Regions from separate parts of the Arabidopsis thaliana genome. Here region 1 is linked to region 2. Evidence: chromatin contacts called from public capture Hi-C data. All regions are on one chromosome and are shown on one strand. Each heading gives the region's core, a stretch centred on a gene start, on an enhancer-like site or on the middle of the called end of the contact. The rest is flanking DNA. Distances are from core to core; before and after follow the strand shown.

Evidence for each region. Capture Hi-C pulls out chosen DNA fragments and counts their contacts.
Region 1: a capture Hi-C map of shoot shows a contact between it and region 2, with 3 times the contacts expected there. The contact joins the promoter of emb1579 here to the promoter of AT2G03020 in region 2. A contact is called at or near these places in 2 of 3 other capture datasets (root and shoot).

The regions. Positions count from the first base shown.
Region 1 is chr2:947,194-954,353 of TAIR10.1, forward strand. emb1579 (ATP/GTP-binding protein family) reads left to right here and starts at 4,695. Exons shown (of 19, transcript NM_126366.5): 1 at 4,695-4,930; 2 at 5,120-5,200; 3 at 5,273-5,761; 4 at 5,871-5,974; 5 at 6,204-6,941; 6 at 7,038-7,083. The coding sequence starts at 5,120. AT2G03140 (alpha/beta-Hydrolases superfamily protein) reads left to right here. Exons shown (of 13, transcript NM_001335168.1): 7 at 1-119; 8 at 206-361; 9 at 858-1,098; 10 at 1,374-1,684; 11 at 1,847-2,673; 12 at 2,797-3,015; 13 at 3,116-4,360. The coding sequence ends at 2,144. AT2G04485 (a long non-coding RNA gene) reads right to left here and starts at 4,590. Exons shown (of 1, transcript NR_140011.1): 1 at 4,344-4,590.
Region 2 is chr2:881,694-888,934 of TAIR10.1, forward strand. It overlaps AT2G03020 (Heat shock protein HSP20/alpha crystallin family), which reads right to left and starts at 2,471. Exons shown (of 5, transcript NM_126354.3): 1 at 2,346-2,471; 2 at 1,912-2,259; 3 at 1,798-1,824; 4 at 1,649-1,672; 5 at 952-1,559. The coding sequence starts at 2,388. The coding sequence ends at 1,234.

The DNA of each region.
Region 1 (7,160 bases), core at 3,445-5,944, 68 kb after region 2:
CAGAAAGAATCTGGACAACTTGATCAGAGTAGTATGGTGGGAAGTTTTGCTGAGAAAGCTATGTCCATAGCTGGTCCTGCTGTTCCGACAAAGGAAACTGGTGAAGTGGATCAGGATAGGTATTCATAGTGAATAAGTCAATTCTTATCTATCAGTGCCCTAAGATTCTTTTTAATCTGAAATCCCTTGGTTTTCATGTGAACAGGATTGTGGCAATGTTGGCAGACTTGGGTCAGAGGGGTGGCATATTGAGTTTAGTTGGAAAACTTGCTCTGCTTTGGGGTGGCCTTCGGGGTGCTATGAGTTTAACTGATAGGCTAATCCAGTTTTTGCACATGGATGAGTGGCCCTTGCTCAAGAGGTAAGTTGCTTTCTCTCTAAGCATTTTTGTAGATTCTTTCCAATATCATGGAACTTATGTGATTGATTTTGAAGTAGTCTCTTATGAACATTTTCCGTTGATATTCATATTTGTATTACTATTAATTTTTACTACCGTTGACGGAATGTTTTTCACTAAATCAATTTATGTGGTTTACTTGGCTCTTAAATGAAATGAATGCTACACTATGGATGTGTGTTAACTATTTCCTTAAAATCAAAGAGAGATATGAGAACTAACGTTCGTCACTGCAGGTTTACGAGTAAATTCCCCATTCTCAAAATTCTACATTTTTCAGTACATGTTTGCTAGTAAATTCCTCGTTTATAAAATGTTAGATTCTCTTCTGATAACAATCATATTAAAGATTCCATACTTTTGTGATTTTAGTATTATAAGTAGGGTCCTTTGATTCTTCTTCAGACTAGCTTGTTCTAATAATTTTCGTATCATATTTTTTTTTGCTGTTTATTAGGGCTGTGGGCTTTATTGGCATGGTGCTCGTTTTATGGTCACCGGTTGTGATTCCATTGCTTCCAACACTTCTCCAGAACTGGTCTACAAGTAATCCTTCTAGAGTGGCAGAACTAGCTAGTGTAGTCGGTCTCTATGTTGCTGTATTCATTCTTGTTATGCTGTGGGGAAAGAGAGTACGGAAGTACGAAAACCCATTCAAGCAATATGGGCTTGATTTAAAGGCATCAAACAAAGAAAAGGTAAAACCTTTAATGTAACACGGAGATTAGAATATTAGAATAGTTTGGTTTTCGTTGCACTGCTGAAGAAAATTTCTCGACCGTCAATACTTCATTAGCCACTAGACTAACCTTATTCAACTAAGAACTTGGTGGACGTTTTTCAAACAGCAACAGGAGATGGCTTAGTTGTGATTTTTCTTTTCCCTTAATTTCACATGTTCTTATTCTCTTCACTTCCATACATTCAGGCTATTAAGACAGTAGAAATGATACTGTAAGTTCATTCCTTGCAGATTCAAGAGTTTTTAAAGGCCTTTGCAGGGGGCATCACGGTCGTTCTACTAATTCAGTTCATAAATGCAATATCAGGAGCTGCGTTTCTTTCTCGGCCACCATATTTTCCACATTCTTTTGATGCCATGAAGTGGCTTAAGGGATGTGGGCAATTTCTTCTGCTGATAATTAGAGGATTTACAGCTGCGACATTTGTAGTGCTTGTGGAAGAGTTGCTCTTCAGATCTTGGATGCCTGCCGAGATTGCTATAGATCTGGGCTACCATCAAAGCATTATCATTACAGGACTCATATTTGCCTTGTTCCAGAGGTATATATCTTTGTTAAGTATTTTATTGTTAAGAACTGGCTATATGTGTATGTCATCTTGTAGTTATACACAATTATTGTTCATGGAAAGTACACTAGCGTGATGCTTAACTCTTTAGGGATTATATACTAATTGTTTTTAGTATCTTGTCGAATTCTCCAGATCCCTGAGATCAATTCCAGGGTTTTGGCTTCTGTCGTTGGCGCTTACTTGGGCTCGTGAAAGAAGCCAAGGAAATCTAATTGTTCCAATTGGGTTGCGGGCAGGAATCATAGCATCAAGCTTTATACTACAGTCAGGTGGATTCCTCACTTACAACCCAAGTTCCCCGGTTTGGATTGCAGGGAGCCGCCCATCACAGCCTTTTAGTGGAGTTGTTGGTCTTATGGTCTCTTTGGCGTTGGCACTTATTCTTTATCCGAAACGTTCTCCAGAAACCAAGATGCAGAAATATAATTAAGAAGAAGAAGGCAAACAGTAAGAAATGACATGTTGTGCTCATGCCCTTTCTATGATTTGCAGAGGGAAAACTGATTTACTATGCACAGAAGAATAAAAAAAGAATAGGTGAAAGTATAGAAAATGAGGACAGAAGAAGAGCTTCGGATCTGCATGCTTGTAAGTAGGACGCATAAGACCCCTTGTGTACATCTTCTGTACCTAGTAGAATATATGCTTTTGTTCAATTACAAGTATCATAATAGTGTATACATGATATATGGAAGTTGTATGTGATCTTTTGGGTATCTCAAAGCTGTTGTGTCGGTCTTGTTATTGAGGCAGAGATGAAAACTAAAGTTATTTCAGATCATACAAAAAGAAGTTTAGTATTCATTTCAGAATCATGTTGACTATGCGTCTATAGTCTATACGATTCAGTGGGTAGGGAAAAAGAGTTGGTAACAACGCTATAACACGACCTGAAGCTGCATAATGAGATGGGGTCTAGTTTTCTACAGTCAGAGTCAGGAAGTTGGAAGTGCACGCAGGTAACGACTAAATTTGTTGACCCATTGTGTCATAGTCCATAGTCCAGAACTTCAAATTGTAACTTTATTTTAGATGTTTAAAGCAACTCTTTGTTTTGGTGGTATATACTTCTATCATTTTAGGGTGCACATCTGCTGCGGCTACCTGTAAACGGTATGAACTAAAGCACAATAAGATGTTGGAGTTTTCTCGCAAGGCCGGAATGAGGAGGAGACTGATCTTTAGTTGCAGGATTATGCAGTTGAGAAAAAATGTAAATAAGTTGAATACAGAAATCACAAGACTTGCACATGGGGGTTACTGAAAGTGTTGTTAGAGATATATACGAGCATATAAGAAAAGTGAGCTACCGATGAAATTGAAGGTCCCTATTTCTGTATTTTTGTTAAGATATGATATGTTTTTCCTTCTTTACCCATGAATCTTGTAAAATCTATGCAGACTCAAGAAAGGAGCTTAGTGTATAACGAGACTGTGGTTGACCTTTTAAATCGTGATACTGAGCCCGTTGGACTATTAAATGATCTAGAGGTATTTAAAGGGTTGGAAGCTTTAAGCCAATTGCTGAAATAGACATACACTATCTCGGCTACTTGGAGAATGTTGTCTATTTTGCAGAAAGGAACCATTTTGCCATTGAGGAGAATCTGATGGAGGAAGTGGTTGAAAGCAGACAGCATTTACATCATTTAATTGGCATTTGTGAAGGTTATACTTCCTATCGCTTGTTAATATACTTTTTATGCATTTGATGGTGATGGTATTCTAGGTGCATACGTTTGGCAAAGCCTCAAAGTGTGTTGATGACATTTTGAAGATATGACTCATTGTCTCTTTAATGAGACACATGGTAATCATCTTTTCCATCCATGTATGTGATTTTCCATTTGCTTTTATAGCTCAAAGGCAACTAGAAAACTGCTTTGAACGACAAAAGTTCAAGATCACATACAGGATCTAGAATGAAGGAATTCTAGAAACTAAGCATTCTACGAAAGTTTTACCTGTAAAGATGTAGTGATATCAAATTCGCTCTCCTATTAACATTACTCCTATTGCTTCAAACTTGTCTGTGTTTGATGATGTGCTTATTAGAAAAACAAAAATGGTTTTGGTTGTTCTTGGTAAAAAAAGACACTCTTCTGATGGTCTTCATTTTAGGGGTTTGATTTTAGCTGATTTTTTGTTTTAGGTTGTCTCAGACAAAAAACATCTGCAGCAAAAGTAGCGAAACTCGAGTCAGAGTAAAGGAGCCTGGAGTCCAGTTCATCTACCTCCTTGAAGTCGCTTTTAACTGAGAATGAGATGAAAATCCAACAGCTATGACTTCAAGCAGGTTGACGAACTGGACTCTTAACTCTGACTACAAGCAGGATTCACATCTTGAGTGATCTCTTCTGAAAATATTTAAAATGTGGACCTCACTTGACAGACTACAAGCACTGTTGAATTCAGTTTTATTAACAAAAACAACATGGAGATTGATTTATCACTTGCAATTATTCATTCATGTTAAACTAATGGCAGAACAGCTTAGGAGAAATGATAATGTGATGTGAGGCAGTTAGTCTTTAACTTAGCTGGTGCCTATTGTGCTACTCCACTGATGCTATACCTCTGTTGATAGAATCATACAAAGAAGAGTAATGGATCTTGACATTATATTTTTGGACAAAACCACAAGCCTCGAGTAAAGTTTCCAATTTTTTTTTTGATATTTAGACAAATATATCAAAAATGGTGATTTACTAAATCTTATACTAACTATAAAAAATTCATTACCATCTAAATTTTTTAATGCTAGATTTTCATTTTTTTTTTCATTTTTTTTCTTCACAAATGTAACATTATATTAAACATTCGATACAATACATAACCAAAACAAAGGCCCTTAAAGAGATACAGAAAGTGGAGGCTCAAACTAGCCTATAACGGGCCAAATTTGTTTTGAAAATATAAAAGAACGGGCCTATAACGAACTTATAAAAAGGCTAATATATAAGCCCATTAAAAGATAATGCATGCGTGTCCTCTAACTTGAACCCTTACTACTAACAAACATATCGTTCTCTTTACTTTCTCTTCTTCACAGCAAACTAATCCTCAAACCATTCTCTCAAGCTCGTCTTCTTCCTCTATCTGTGATTTCTAGGGTTTTGTTTTTTCCCTTTTTAATCTCTCAATTGCTTAGTCTCTTCCTCTTCTCTCAACACGTAAGACACGCAAAGAAGAAACAATTTTTCAATCTTCTTGTAGGTAAAGTCCGTCAATTTAATTTAATTTTACTCGCTTGATCGAATCATGTATGTGAATTCGAAATTGTAGTTTAGGGACGTGAAAATTTCGGTTGATTCATGTTGTTTTTTTGATAAATCTTTGTTATTGTTCGTTCTTCGTATTATCTCTCAAAGAATGTACTAACTAAAATTACAAAATTGAAACCAGATGCATAGAGATATGTATTCTTCAAGAGGCACTGGCTACGGTCAACAGCAATACGGTTCGCAATCTGGTTATTCTCAGAATGTAAGATCATCAATTTCAATTGAAACCAAATTATGCTTAATTATGCTTAATTTATGTGTAATTGTTATGTAGCTTGGATCTGGCTATCCTGGAAGTTCAGTGAGTGGTGGCGCAGAAGGAGGCTCTCAGATTTCTTTGAGTTCTCGCCATCCATCAATTACAGGTGCTCCTCAAGAGACTGACATTGGTGGTGGATACAGATCTCATTTATCTACAGCTGCTAGTCATTACGGAACACAATATGGCTCTGTGTATGGATCAACTTCTCTTAGCAGCTCTCAGCCTTTAAGCACCAATGGTTTAGGTTCATCAGTTTTGGATAACCGCTCGGGATATGTCCCTACTTTACCTGATTCACCAAAGTTTGCATCTGGAAGCTATTTGTCTCCCTCGAGCCATGGTTATGGTCAAAAGACGGACGATTTGTATTCCGATAAGCTGTCTGGTTACATTCCCGTTGATAGAAGGCAGTATGGTGAACAATCAAGCTCTTATCTCGGTAGGGAGTTGCAAAATGAACCAACTAGGCGATATGCTGATCCATCTAATTTTGCTCGCCAGGTGCGCCTACTCTCATATTTTTAAGAGAAAATCTTATGAATTTGGTTGGTTTCTGTTCAATGTTGTTACAATTGGCTTGATGATACTCGTTATTATATGATTTTGGCAGACTGACTTGTATGATCGCATTGATCAAGCATCGCTTCTCCGAGGAGAACAATTATTAAAAATGCAGTCGCTTCATACCTCTTCTGTTGATGCAGGTGTCAACAGGTATTTTTCGATGATTGATTCTATTATATCGGTAGCCAGATTTCTTTCTAGCATAGATTTCTTTTTCAAATAGTTTGTATTTTTTGGTACATCTGTTATCTGTATTGTTTTCAGATCTGTTCTCTCAGGACCTTTGTTATAAAGCTACTGTAACTTCTTGTCAAAACTTTCAATAACGATTGAAGAAAAAACATATCTTATTACACTGAGTAGCATACATTTCTGGCAGACAAACCGATTATCTTACAGAACGAAGTTCTACTGTGCGTCATTCTGACCAAGAAGCAATGCATTATGGAGGAAGGCTTGAGTCTGATCCTCACGGTTTATCAGTACGCAACACATCTTCTTATGCCAGCCAACATACCCCATCGTTATTAGGAGCTGTTCCTCGGCGAAACTTAGATGACTATATTTATCCGGAGAGTTCTTCAAATCCTGGTTATGGTGTTAGCTTACCTCCAGGCAGGGATTATGGCACCGGGAAAGGTATCCATAGTGCAGCGTCTCTCGACTTGGACTACCCTGGTGGCATGCTGGCTCGTGGTACTGGCGCTGCTCCTCGTGTTGATGATCTCCGGAAAGGTGACCGGGCAAGTTATCTCAGGGAGTTTGATCTAAGAGAAGAAGAGCGTCGTCGTGAGGATCAACGCGCCAGAGATAAGGAGCGAGAACGAGAGAGGGAGCGCGAACATGACAGAGAACGAGAGCGTCAGAGGGAACGAGAAAGGCAAAGAGCTAGGGACCGGGAGAGGGAACGCATATTGGAGAGACGGGAGAAGGAAAGACAAGGAGAAAGAGAACGTGAGCGAAAACGTGCTCTCGAAATAAAACGAGATCGGACTCCAACAGCAAGAGCTACGTCCAAGGACACAAAGGAGCGGACTCCAGTGCCCAAATCTATTTCTAGGGATGCACGTAGTTCCTCTTTGCGGCGGGATGCACACCATCGTGAAGCATCAATTAGGTTTTATTTTTGATCTCTGTCACGTTCTTCATCTGGAATACAGGGCATTTTATGTTCCTGCACCAGGCACTAACCTTATTTCTGTTATACCTGAAGGCGTTCTTCACCGATTAAGCCAATAAGAAGAGATTATGTCTGCAAGGTAATAAGTGTTCCAAGAGATTCCTCTTTCAGTGATTTTTTTGCCTACTCCTCAGGGTTACCTCATCTTCCTTTCCA
Region 2 (7,241 bases), core at 1,221-3,720:
TGGCTGTCTGTTAGTTTGATGGTAGCATTTAGACCCTAAAAGTTGGAACTCTGTTTACTTGTTTACTTGTTTCAACATTGGGTTGGTAGCTGATAATCCCATTGGTTCTAACTAGAACAGGAACTGCAACGTATTGTCATCAGAAGAAGAGTATGTAATTGAATATACGTGTAGAGATGTTTCAATAGATAGAAAAAAGAGGAAATGATGTGAAGTGAATTTGGTGATAGTTTATTGCTTCCTGCTCAATAACTAATACTGCACGTCTCTGAACCTGGTTATTGCATAGTACTAGTTCATTTGTGCTGATAGAATCATGGTATATAGTTTAAGAGTGCGTTTTGAAGACATCACAGTCTATTGTCCTGTCCTAATTGTCACAGGTCCTGGAAGTTTTCAGTGCCTACACAGCTACTCTTGTCTTGATTCATTGATTGTTTCTCTAAGCCTGTACGGGAAATGTGGTAGATTTTAACACAATATGCATTTGAATGTTAAGAGTTTTCTTGAATCAAGCTGCTGTTTGTCCCACTCATTGTCCTAGGTATTTCCCTCATCGACCTAGAACCTCCTTTTTGACAGCTCAATACTTGTTTGCACTACCAATTCCAGAGTTAGTATTAGGCAGAGATTTTTTAGTGAGTGTGTGCATATATAATCTTAGCCTCGTAACCACTTTAAACAACACACTAGTTTTGATTCTGTGGCATATCAGTGTTAGGGCCTCAAGTTAAAGAAGTGTTTTGGTAGCTAAAATCCCATTGTCCCCTACTTGAATATGCACACCAAACTTTTAGTTTTGAGAACAATCGATGATTGCTAAAATTAGTTTGTGAAATCACAAAGATGACAAAGAAGACTTGATCCAGAGATTCAAAGGTCTGAAAATCCCCTTTTGTCATCTATATATATGTGTGTATAGAGAATTAGAGATGTTTCAACAGATAGAAAAGTGGAAAGGATGTGTATTGAGTTTGATAGTGGAAATCATTTGGCATTGCTTCATGCTCAAAAGAGTTATGTGGCCCTTAAAGTTGATACTCATAGCAAAACAGACTTTGGAAAATGATAACAAACTAGCCAAAAAGTCGAAACATACCAAAAATAAGTTGCGTCGTTGAAACATTACCAAAATAAGTACTGATAAAACGTAAAACGACACGATCCACAAAACAAACGACACCATCCCAGAGAAAGGGTCCACCATACTAGAAAGACAAAATAGTTTCATCATCAAAATGGAGGGATAAGGAGACGAATGACACCGTTCTTGGCGATGGTCTTGATCCGACGGCTGGGAATGTCAACAGGAGTGGAGAGCATAGCGACGTCACCAGAGTAGAAACGGCCACTTGAATCATGGCTAACCGCAGGAGCTTGACCAGTCACCTTGACTCGCCCATTCGTGACAGAGACAGTGAAGTTTTCTTTGGGAACACCCGGCATGTCTGCACGCACGAATAGTTTGCCGTTTGGGAGCTGCTTCGACTCATAGGCCATAGTCGGTTGTGGGAACGCAAGTGGATGTGGCTGCAATACCGGACCGGTTAACGCCGGGTCTGATCCACAAATACAATTACTCTCATTTTAAACACCCAATCTCTCAATACTAAATATAATTACTAGCTAGGACCAGAAAGTTGTATACCATTTGGATCGGTGCCACGGAGATCTACCGACCACAAACAAAGAGAAAAGACAAACATTTAAAGATGAGTAAACAATTTTCGAAAGTTTGTGTAGGAAAAAGCCAAACTTTTAGATATTGAAAGTTTCTGGAAATGGAAATGGAAATACCTTCACGGAAACCTGAGCAACCAAGAACTGTTGACAAAAGCATAAACTTTTTATATCAGAAAAATGATCTATAAACACTGACCGGTAATACATTAGATGGGTAATAGTACTGACCGGTGCAAGGAGAGCGGTGTGGATCGATGCGAGTCTTGGAGAGGATAACTCTAAAAACACCGTCGGACATGTGGGTGGTGATGCTTGAGATCGCACAGCAGCTACAGCCAATTCCAGTCATCGTTTGGTAACGACGTTCGGTGGAGTCGTGTGTGTGAACCTTGGGTGCTTTGGCGAAAACAACCACAGTTTCCTGCGACCGGTTATGATAAACACTCAAGCCGCCTTCATCAGGAACTCCAGGCAAATCCATCCTCAAGAACATGTCTTCGTTCGCTAGAATCTTGATCTCAGAGAACCCTTTTGGCCCATTCGTCTGAAACTGGTTGTTGATTGCGTAAAAACCTTCTGCTTTCAGAGAGAAAAACCAAAAAAATCAGAGAAATGAAACTCGAATCAGTGAAAATCTGAACGAGGTGATAGAGGAATCATACCGGGAGACTGAGGACGAGCACTAACAGGAACGGCCATTGCCATGATTCAACAAAGGTACAAGCTTTCTCAGTGCTTTAGGGTTTTTGCATTTAGTGGCTTCTGGAACTTTATGGGCATGGATGGGGAGGCTACAAATGGAAATATCTAATGTTCTCACCCTACGTGGCATGTTTACTTTTGACCTTTGACGAAATGTATCAAAGAGAATCTCACGGTACATATTATTAGCTGACATTGAAACCAAAATCACAGCCGTCCAATCTTATCTGTTTGTGAGGACCATTGCTGAAAAATCAAGACTTTTATTTGACCCAAATAAAAAATGAAGACTTATAGTAATAATTGTTGAGAGACGCGCGACGATATATCAAAATAGAAAGTTTGGTGAAAACGACAGATCGAATAAAACACCTTCTCTGAAATTAGAAAAACACAAATTCATCAAAAGTTTTTATTAGATAAACTTGAACCACGGAATATAAAACTTAATATTTCAATGCCCAATCAAAATGAGCTTGAGTTTGTAAAAATTATACTGTATTTTGTTCTACCCAAGATATGGGAGAATATATTTTACATGAGCATCTTTTATTAAAAAAAAAGTAATCATAACAAGACGATTTTCAGCATAAAAAAAAAGTTTATCCCAAACCTGATTAACCTTTAATTTTGACAAACGCGAGTTCATTTGACTGTTGAGTTATTTATTAACAGTTTGATATGTAATCTTTTTTATTAAATAATAAATATTTTAAAAATTTGTGTATATATTAAAAAGCTGTTAATATTTAATCCACAATTCAGTCAATAATAGAACAAGTCTTGAAACAATAAAACAATTATTTTACGTTAAAAATGTAAAACATTGTGGGTTTGTTCCTCTACCAACATCATTTAAAATGAAACCATTTTTTAAACTAAAACATAACTTTATATAATACGGACGAAGTATACTTTGTATCAATGTGGTTGTATTAGTTTCTTAAAATATTTGTAGACGTTAAATCCAGTAATATCCAAGGAAAAGCTCATATAAAACTTTAAATTGTATTTTATCCTTAACTTTTGGTTGTTTTCAATATTATCATTCAGAGGAGGGGCTTGTCTCTTTGTTTGTTTTTTTGTTTTTCTTCCCAAACCTTCTCATTTTGTCTCTCAAACTTTGATGCAACTCGGGCTTGTCTCTTTATTTATAGGGGCTTTGGTACAATCCTAAAAATCTGAATTGATAAGTTAACATTAAAACAAACAAAAAAGTTTGATAGTTAAATAATTAATTTGACGAGTAGAAAAATCCTTTTTATCCTTTTTATCATTAAAACAGAAAAATCCTTTTTATCATTATCATTTTTATAAATATTCTAACTTTTCTATAATTGTATATTATCATATATTTCATAGATTATTTATTTCATGACCTATTTAAATATATTTCCAAAAGAAAAACTATTTAAAATATTCTTATTTTGTAAGTTTTAGTATTATAATTTACAAATATTCTGACTTATTAATATATCTATATATTATCATTTTATAAAAATGTAAATAAAAATTAAAATCTGAAAGATAATTAAAAAAAGAAAAAGACATGAACAAATTAACCCAAATAAATTTGTAGAAAACCCAATGGTAAAGACGATAACCCTGAAAACGGCCAAACAACTCCTATCTCTCTGTCGACACAAAAGGGGATACTGATAAAACCGTTTTTCCTCTTTGGTTTTCGGGCCGCCGACATTTGCCGGTGGTTCTATTTTGTTTCTTGCTTTATTTTTCTTCTGTTTTCAATAATTGTGATGGGGAATTTTCTGTTATCTCAGATTGTTCTCAGATTTATTTTCTTCATTCGATTTCTCTTCACCTTTATGGTGATGATTGTAATTCTCTTTGTCGATGATATGGTTTTCTTGGGACATCTCTCCCACCCTTCCGCAGTTATCCCCACACTGAAACCCATGATTCGATGTGATGCAGTCTTGTTCTCGCAGATTTACAAATATAAATGGAGATCTCGGAATTTGGTGTCTTTACAACTATACAAACAGATCTACTTTGGAAAATGGAAACTACCATGGAAAAAGAGACAATTCGGGATGAATGGATAATGACAATAAGCAACTATCTATGGAGGAGAATGATCGGAAGATGGTTTATGTCATGTACACAACAATGGGTTTTAAGCACAACCAAGACCAATGACATCTCATTCTATATGAGAGTCTCGATCAATCCAAAAGCTTTGTGATGTAACATATGGATCGTTGCATATGACTCTCAACTGCATTACCGGTATTTTATCAGTAAAAAGAAGAAGATCCCTAAGCAAGAAAGTCACACCAAATTGACGGAAATGACGAAGATGATAAAGTACTTGACTAAGAATGCGGCATGTATTGCTTCATCATTTTTTCGTTACAAAAACAATTGGTTGTATTTGTAATCTCATTGATAATCATGTATACTTTGATTCACATTAATAAAGTTTGTTTAGATGTTAAAAAAAAAAATGTAGAAAACCATTACCAGTTTATCATGCATCAAACCTAAGATTGGTCATATACCAACTAAACAAAGTGATAAATGTTATTTTCTGTATGGCAACCCTACAGTTGTCTTAAACTTAAGAAAATTTTGTTTAGGACTAATACATTTAATATTTTTAAAGAATATCATAAATATTTAATAGATTAAAAAATTAAAAAATTGTAAATACTCTAATTTGATTATTTAAAAATAGATATATAATTAAAATATTTATAGCATGTGACATGTTAAACGTAATGTATTATATGCTTGTTTAAATAAGGTTTGACACTTCTAAATATTTTAAAATTTGATATTGTAAGCAAATTTTCATTAGAATTCTAAAATGAAAACATGGATTCCATGCATGGGTTGAATTTGGTATTATTATATACCAAACATATGTTCATACTATATTGGACTATGTAAAATTCCGTAATTATATGAAACAAACTTCTATTTCAACAACCAAAAAAGTTAAAATTCAAAAAAGATCTCCTAAATTAACTAAAAAAAATAGCTAACTAGGACTTATTGCTATTGATTCCATGATCCCTATACTTCCTTAGTTAATACATTTTAGATATGGTTCATTTATAATATTTAGACTTTTGATATATGCAATCTTATTTTGTTGTTGCTATTTTTTTTTTTTCACTTACTATTATAATATATGAAAATTTGATTCTGGAATATATAATATATTAACAAAAAAAATTTTAACCCATGTTGTAGCATGAGTCATAATCTAATATGTATATATATATATATGTATATATATATATATATATATATATATATATATGAAAAGAAAATCTTTATGTTGAGTCATGGCAATAATAAATATTGTTTGACGTTGGTAGATTGTTTTTTTACCGTCTGATTTCCTTATCTTGTGCTCATCCACCGACTTCTCAAAAACAAGAGGAACCAAAGACTCATGGATTTTAATGGGAGTACGAATCTGGAGATTGCGAATTCCAAAAAGAAAGAATGTACCCACCGTTAAATACATCTTTATGCAATTTGTAGCACACATAGGGAACAAAAGAGAATACGCTGTCACTAAGTCACATTGGTTGATTTTCATCTTAAAAAGTTTTATGAGTCTCTAGATACGCTACATATAGGTAATAAAAGCATAAAAGTTGCGACTAAAAATTTGTAAGATACACCATAATCATCTCTCCAACAAAAGATGGCAAGAATAACCACAATATGAAGATATGATGAGACACAATCCATGGGATGTACAAGTTGCGCACACTGGCAGGGCCGGAATATCTATTCATTGATGTCAAATAAATTTTTACAAAAACTGCAATTTTCTTCTTCATACACTTGTAGTATGCAATTAGTATATGGCATCCACAAAATACTAAACATTTATACCCTATTTACTTCTGAAAACTGAAATTTCTATAATAGATTTTTTAAGTAATAACTTGTTTTGGAAAGAAAAAAACATAATACTTTATATATATTTCTAACATTAAATAATATACAATTAATTTTGGATTTATTCATGATTTACATGTTAGACCCAATCTTAACGCCTAACAATTTATGGAGAATTAGTGCTAAATAAATTTACATTAAATATCCATATATATACTACGGTTCAGATATTGTTTAAAATTCGGATTATTTTTTGCATGTAATAATTTAAAATAATTATAAATAGCAGAAAATAGAAAAATTTTAAAATTTATTCCAAAAATGGCCACTATAAAAAATATTTTCCTCGTTATTTGTTAAAATTTGATAGGTTAGCATTAAAACAAAAAAAAGTAGTTAAATAATTAATTTGACGAGTAGTAAGAATATTCGATCAAAATGTATTTAACATCTTTTAAACAGAAAAAATCCTTTTTCTTATTATCCTTTTTATAAGTATTCTAACTTTTCTATAATAAAAATTATGTATATTATCATATATTCATAGATTATATTTTTCATGACCTATTTAAAAATATTTCCAAAAGAAAAACTGTATAAAAATATTATTATTTTTGTAAGTTTTAGTATTATTTTTCACAACTATTCTGACTTATTAATATATATATATATATATATATATATATATATCAATATATCATGTTATAAAAAAGTAAATAAAAAATAATTAGTGAGCGAATTAAAATCGGAAAGATATTAAAATACAAGACATGAACAAATTAACCCAAATAAATTTGTAGAAAACCATTACTGGTTTACCACGCAACAAACCTAAGATTGGTCATATACCAACTAAATAAAGTGAAAAACGTTATTTTCTGTATGCACGACCCTACACTTGTCTTAAATTTAAGAAGGTTTTGTTTAGGACTAATACAAGAGGGGAGGCAGAAAAAGGAGTATTGGGTCTAAGA